2 separate regions of the Sus scrofa genome follow, and region 1 is linked to region 2. The links are chromatin contacts, called in public Hi-C maps. All regions are on one chromosome and are shown on one strand. The core of a region is the stretch at or near the end of the contact, and the rest is flanking DNA. Distances in the headings are between cores, read along the strand shown.

Region 1 (2,700 bases), core at 153-2,652, 770 kb after region 2:
TGCTTCACAGAAGTGAAGAAATTGCACCTAGTACTTTAGTAATAATGATGACCACATGAGTGTTGGCTTCATGAAAACAGGTATTTTGCCTGTTACTCAGCGATCTGTCCCTCATGACCAGAACAGTGACCACTCCAGAGTATGTACTCCATTTGTTCAGTCATTTGGACACATATGAGGAATTCATGGGGACAAAACAAACAACTAATAATGCAGTGTACTAAATCATAGTGTATTAAGACCTGTTATATGATAACTCTAGGTCATTAGAGTAGGAGTTCCATGAAAGTAGGGGACAGGATCCCCTAGGATTCCTCGGTACAGTTTCCAGTGATGTTGGTGCTCAACAAATACTTGTGTAAACAAAAGCAATAAAAATCTATAATATTATTGTGTCCTAAAGCTGTAAAAGCAGAGTGGCAAAGGTGAGTTAGGCTGGGATCTGGGATCCTTTACTGGAGTGCCTGCACCTGGACAGACATCGCCTTGAGCAACAAAATACAAAGAAACAAGAAGGAACAAAACATAATTGCATGCAAGCACAGTTGAGGCAAATTATGAACAATAAAACACAAAAAGGCCATAAGCCAACTGCCACTTCTGAGGTGCCAAGAGTGAGGAGGGTACTGGGCATAATCCCAGCACCACCAAGGCAGTAGGCAGACCACCTGAGCCATCCCTTCCTCCCCTTCTTTCATCTCATTTAAGGGACCAGCTTGCCTCCTTCCCTCAGGGAGCACCTGTTTCTTATTTTTGCTCCATAGCATTAAAGCAGGAGTCCCAATAAAGCCTCACCTGAATTTCTCATCTGGCCTCTTACCATTTTCTATTGATTAGAGGGTTCAAGGACCCCAGTCAATGGCAAAGGGAGTATAACACGGGTTTGATGTAAAAAACAAAAACAAAACAAAACAAAAAAACCCGGCTTCTAAACTAGGTTCTGATACATGCTCTCTGGCCTTAAGTTTCTTAGTATCCTCCTCTGACTGGTCTGTTACGGGACTAAATGAGAGCATGGCTACAAATGCAGATAGAAGACAATGAATGTGAGTTCCCTAAAATACGAAAACAATACTAACAGCTAAGATGACAGTCACCAAAGAACCGGTAAGGGCAGTAACAGGGGTAGAAAAGGATTAAAGACAAGCTCCTTCGCTTCTTTGGGAAACTCTACATATGAAACTAAGTTTCCAGCCGCACCTGCCTCCGGCGTCGCTTCCGCCTCCGAGGTTTCCGCGGGGGCGACGTCCCGGTCAGGCGGGCAGCTCGGCGAGCCTCCCGGGGATCTCGGAGTAGCTCCACGGTGGCGCTTACCACTACCTTCTCCAACCCTTAGTAACCGCGACGCGTTGGCTGGCCGAGTAGGCGGCAACCGATGGCTGGAGCTTCTGATTACTACAAGTCCCAGCAAGCCCCGCGGCCACTTCCGCTGGCAACCTCGCGTCAGCCAGCCCTGAACTACGGGTCCCGATGTACTCCGCGCGGCACGCCACGCCGCCAGTTCCAGCCAATCAGCTTCGGACAAGTAGGAGGGGAGGGAGACGCACAGGCAGGAAAGATGGCGGCGGCGGCTGCTCAGGGTGGGAGATCCGGTGGTGGCGGAGGCAGTAGTGGGGCTGGCGGCGGTCCCAGCTGCGGGACGGGCAGTAGCCGTAGCGGCTTGTTGGACAAGGTGAGGAGTCGGATTTTGGGGACAGCCGAGGCCTGGGGACTCCTGGGAGGCGGCGAGCCCACCATCCTCTCCCCCCTTTTCTTATGCGGCTTCTCTAGGGGAGTCCTCGTTTGGCCCACCTCGGGGACCCTACGGGCCCTTGTATTCAGCTCTCTACGCACCTCAGACTCGGGCTCTCTCCTCTTTAGGACTTCATTCCTTTTTGGTCCTTAACCTCGGCCACTGCTGCTACTTAGGATAATTTGATTATTTCCACATTTCCTGCGGCCCTCGCTTTTCCTCGGTGGTACTCGGGGCCACTGTTCAGTGTGCCCGTTTCACCGACAGGGAAAGCTGAATCTCGACTAAATGAAGGCAGCTGTTTGAAGTCAGTGGTGTCCAAACTCCCCGCCACACTTGAGTTTTGCTACTGATTCTAGAGTGCCTTTGGCCTTTTGCTTACTAAAGTTTCTAGGCGTTTTGTTGTGATACCCCGAATACTGAACTTGACCTACATGCTGACAGGAAGCTTTTAAGATTTATCTTTTTTCTCTCGCCTTTTTCACCCAACCCCCTACCCTTTCCCCTCTCTTCCTGCCACCAAGTGCCTTAGGTGAATCAGATTCTTGAGCTTGCTGCCTGTTCACTCTTCTCTCCCCCCGCCCCGCCCATCCAGTCTTTCTCTGTTTCTCTCTTTCTTGCTTTATTCTTTTTTAAATGCAGTCTTAGCAACAAGGGCTTAAAAAAAAAAAAATTAAAAAAAAAAAAAAAAAAGGAAACTTCTTCTCGGGGTAGGCCCTTCCTGCCCTTTGCATAGCATTTTGAAAGTAACAATTGTGTAGAGATCTGGGTCCTAGTACTGGGCCTGCGTCTAATTAGCTGTGTGACCTTGAAATATGCTTGTTTTCCCTGTGTCTTGTTTCCTCATTTGTAAAATGAGGGAGTTAGTCTTCATCCACCCTAAGGTTCCTTCCAATTCTCTCATTTTAGGGCCCTGGGCCAGTTTGATAAGGAATGTTACACAGGGGGTCTTTATTTTAATAGAGTGA
Region 2 (2,700 bases), core at 182-2,681:
TTCATTCTTAACCTAATGGCCTAATGCACTATCACGAGTCCTAATACTGCTTTGCCTATAATATAAATAGGCAGACTCACCCAGGATTTTTTGTTTTGGTTTTTTAATATGTTTTTTGAAGCAGCCCTGTAGAGATTCAGTTTCGTTTCCTGATCTGTCCTGGGTTCCCAGGGTGACTGTTCTTGCTGCAGCTAACACTTTCCTGGTCTCTTGGTGAGCTTGCTTCTCCTTGAGCATGCTAACCTGATAAGGTTCTCTTGCTACACACTCTTTCATCTTAAATCCTTCAGAGAACTTCATGCCCTCACAACCCCGGCAACCCCCACCACTCCCCAGCTTTTCTTCCTTTTCCTTCACAACTATCCTTTCGCTACTCCCAGCTGTAGCCCTGGATGCTTTATGATCGTCTCACCTTCAGTCATTCAACTAACATTTACTGAGTCCAGCTTTGTGCTAGTTCTTGGGGATTCGGCAACGTATTAAACATGACCCCTGCCCATTAGGATCACTGCTATACTCTCCTCTACAACTTATTTTTTTTCCAGTCCCATGTGGCCTGCAAAACTACACCCTCCCCACCCCCATCCCCAACACACGTCTGACTTTATCAAAAACACTCCTAAATCATGGGGATTTAAATACAGCACAGTGACTACAGTTAATTATAGTGTATTGTCTATTTGAAAGTTGCTAAAGGGTAGATTTTAAAAGCTCTCCTCAGAAGGAAAAAAATATTTGTAACTATGTCTGGTGATGATGCTACCTAGACACGAACTCATTTCGAAATATATACAAATCGTTATATTGTACAGCTGAAACGAACAATGTTATATGTCAATTATAATCTCAATTTTTAAAAAGTAAAAAGCAAAACATTCCTACAATTTTTTTTTTTTTTCCTTCCTCTAGAAGCGTCCCCTTTTAACCCTCACTTCATTTACTCATTTTTGCCTCCTACTTCGGCCACTATTTCCTTTCCATTCGCAGGAGAGCCAAACGCCCTGTCTTTTCAATCTTCTGATTCCCTGGTTATTCTCCCTTCTCCAACCCCTTTTTAAAAAACAGGCGGCTGTGCGTATGGGAGGGGTGGGGGTGGCGGGGAGTCTGCCTAGAACGTCTGGCACCCTGCTCCCCTAACTCCGCCCTACCACTCTGCCCTCAACCTTTCGTTACCTCTCTTCCCGCGGCTGCGGCCGGCCCCAGGCCCCTGGGCTTTCCGTTGTTTCATGGCGAGCCCGAGCTCCTCTTCATCAACTCAAATCCGGCCACAGCACCCAAGCCGTAACCTCCCGCCATCCCTTCCCACCGCGCTTGCGTTCCCCAGCAACTGGCGCCGCTGGGCAGCCTGGGAGGCAGGAAGAAGCGACTCTTTCTCTAACAGTCCCCGGGAAGCCATGAGAAAGAAAGGCGGCATACTCCTTCAGACCAGGAGACTACAACACCCAGAATGCTTTGCTACACTACCTTCGCGGGGTTGGAGACGGTCTCCTCCAGCTGCGCAGGCGCAAAGGGATACTCCCTTTGAGGACTCCATTGCCCAGGGTGCATTGCTTTCAGGAGCACTTCTCTTTCCGTCTGGGATCGTGAAGTTCTCCGCTTGGGGTCTGAGGGGTCCGAGACTCCGTTACCCAGCTCCCTTTGTGAAGTGCTGTTGCGCACTTCCGGTGGAAGCGCAAGGCGAGGGGGTGGAGTCTACGGAGCCGGTGGGCGGTGCTGCCGGTAGCTGGGTGCTGTCCAAAGGCTACAGGGCGTCGCTAGGGGAGCGAGCTGTGACCGGTTGGGCCGCTCTTAGCGTGGGACGGAGCTTCGGCTACAGTTCGGCTACCTGCGGCCTCCCCTTCATGTCGGCCCTCGAGAAGAGCATGCACCTCGGCCGTCTGCCCTCTCGCCCGCCTCTCCCCGGCAGCGGGGGCAGTCAGAGCGGAGCCAAGATGCGAATGGGGTACGTGACCCATACCCCTTCTCCCTAGAGGCCAGGCCCCGGCCATTGGAGAATGGTGTCTCTGCGCGTTTAGGGCGGCACGACCAGGAGGGCTCAGGAGGGGAGAAGATGTTGGCGGCGGCCTGGAGACGTTTAGATGAAGTAGGAGGTGGATCTGGGGACTAGGGGAGGCGCCAAGTCAATGGAATTGGAGGACAAATAGTATTGGAGGGAGGGGAATGAGGCAAAGATTGAAGAGGCTGAGAGGATCGTGTAAGAGAGGTAATGAGGCACCCCCAGAAGAAGGGGTGGAGGAGGTTTGAGAAAAGGGAGATGAGCGGTGACAGAGGTGGAGGGAAGTCTGCCAGGGAGGGCTGAGAGAAATGGGAAATGACAGAGAAAAGTTGAGGGGAATTAGAAGAACCAGGGAAATATTAGGAGGCGTAAGAAGACTGTGAACACTAGGTGTTAGAAAAAGCCGACGGAAAGCGAGAACACCTGAGGCAGGGTTGGAGCAGACGAGAGAAACAGGGAGCAGAAGGTTCTAGAGAGAGTTCCTAGAGGTGTAAGAGGCAGATTCAGGGAGTGAGCGGGCGACTTAGAGATTGGGTCTCTTGAGGGGTACCGCGCAAGTGTGGAGAACAGGCCAGAGGAAAGATGGAGAACACACTCCAGAAGACTGTTGGGGTGAGATGTGCGGGCGGGGATAAGGGGAGGAGGGCTGAGGGCCTTAGAGACTGACCAGGGGCTCCACAGACGGAGAGATGACTAGGAACAGG

The links. A called contact is a pair of places that touch in the nucleus more often than the background predicts.
Region 1: a Hi-C map of liver shows a contact between it and region 2, with 9 times the contacts expected there. The contact joins the promoter of XRRA1 here to the promoter of C2CD3 in region 2. A contact is called at or near these places in 1 of 5 promoter capture datasets (liver) and 2 of 47 Hi-C or Micro-C datasets (liver and skeletal muscle).

Annotation. Positions count from the first base shown.
Region 1 is chr9:9,279,291-9,281,990 of Sscrofa11.1, forward strand. XRRA1 (X-ray radiation resistance-associated protein 1) reads right to left here and starts at 1,403. Exons shown (of 19, transcript XR_002335534.1): 1 at 1,201-1,403. SPCS2 (signal peptidase complex subunit 2) reads left to right here and starts at 1,227. Exons shown (of 5, transcript XM_003482563.4): 1 at 1,227-1,672. The coding sequence starts at 1,376.
Region 2 is chr9:8,511,412-8,514,111 of Sscrofa11.1, forward strand. C2CD3 (C2 domain-containing protein 3) reads right to left here and starts at 1,432. Exons shown (of 34, transcript XM_021062487.1): 1 at 1,174-1,432. The coding sequence starts at 1,228. PPME1 (protein phosphatase methylesterase 1) reads left to right here and starts at 1,380. Exons shown (of 15, transcript XM_003357190.5): 1 at 1,380-1,942. The coding sequence starts at 1,395.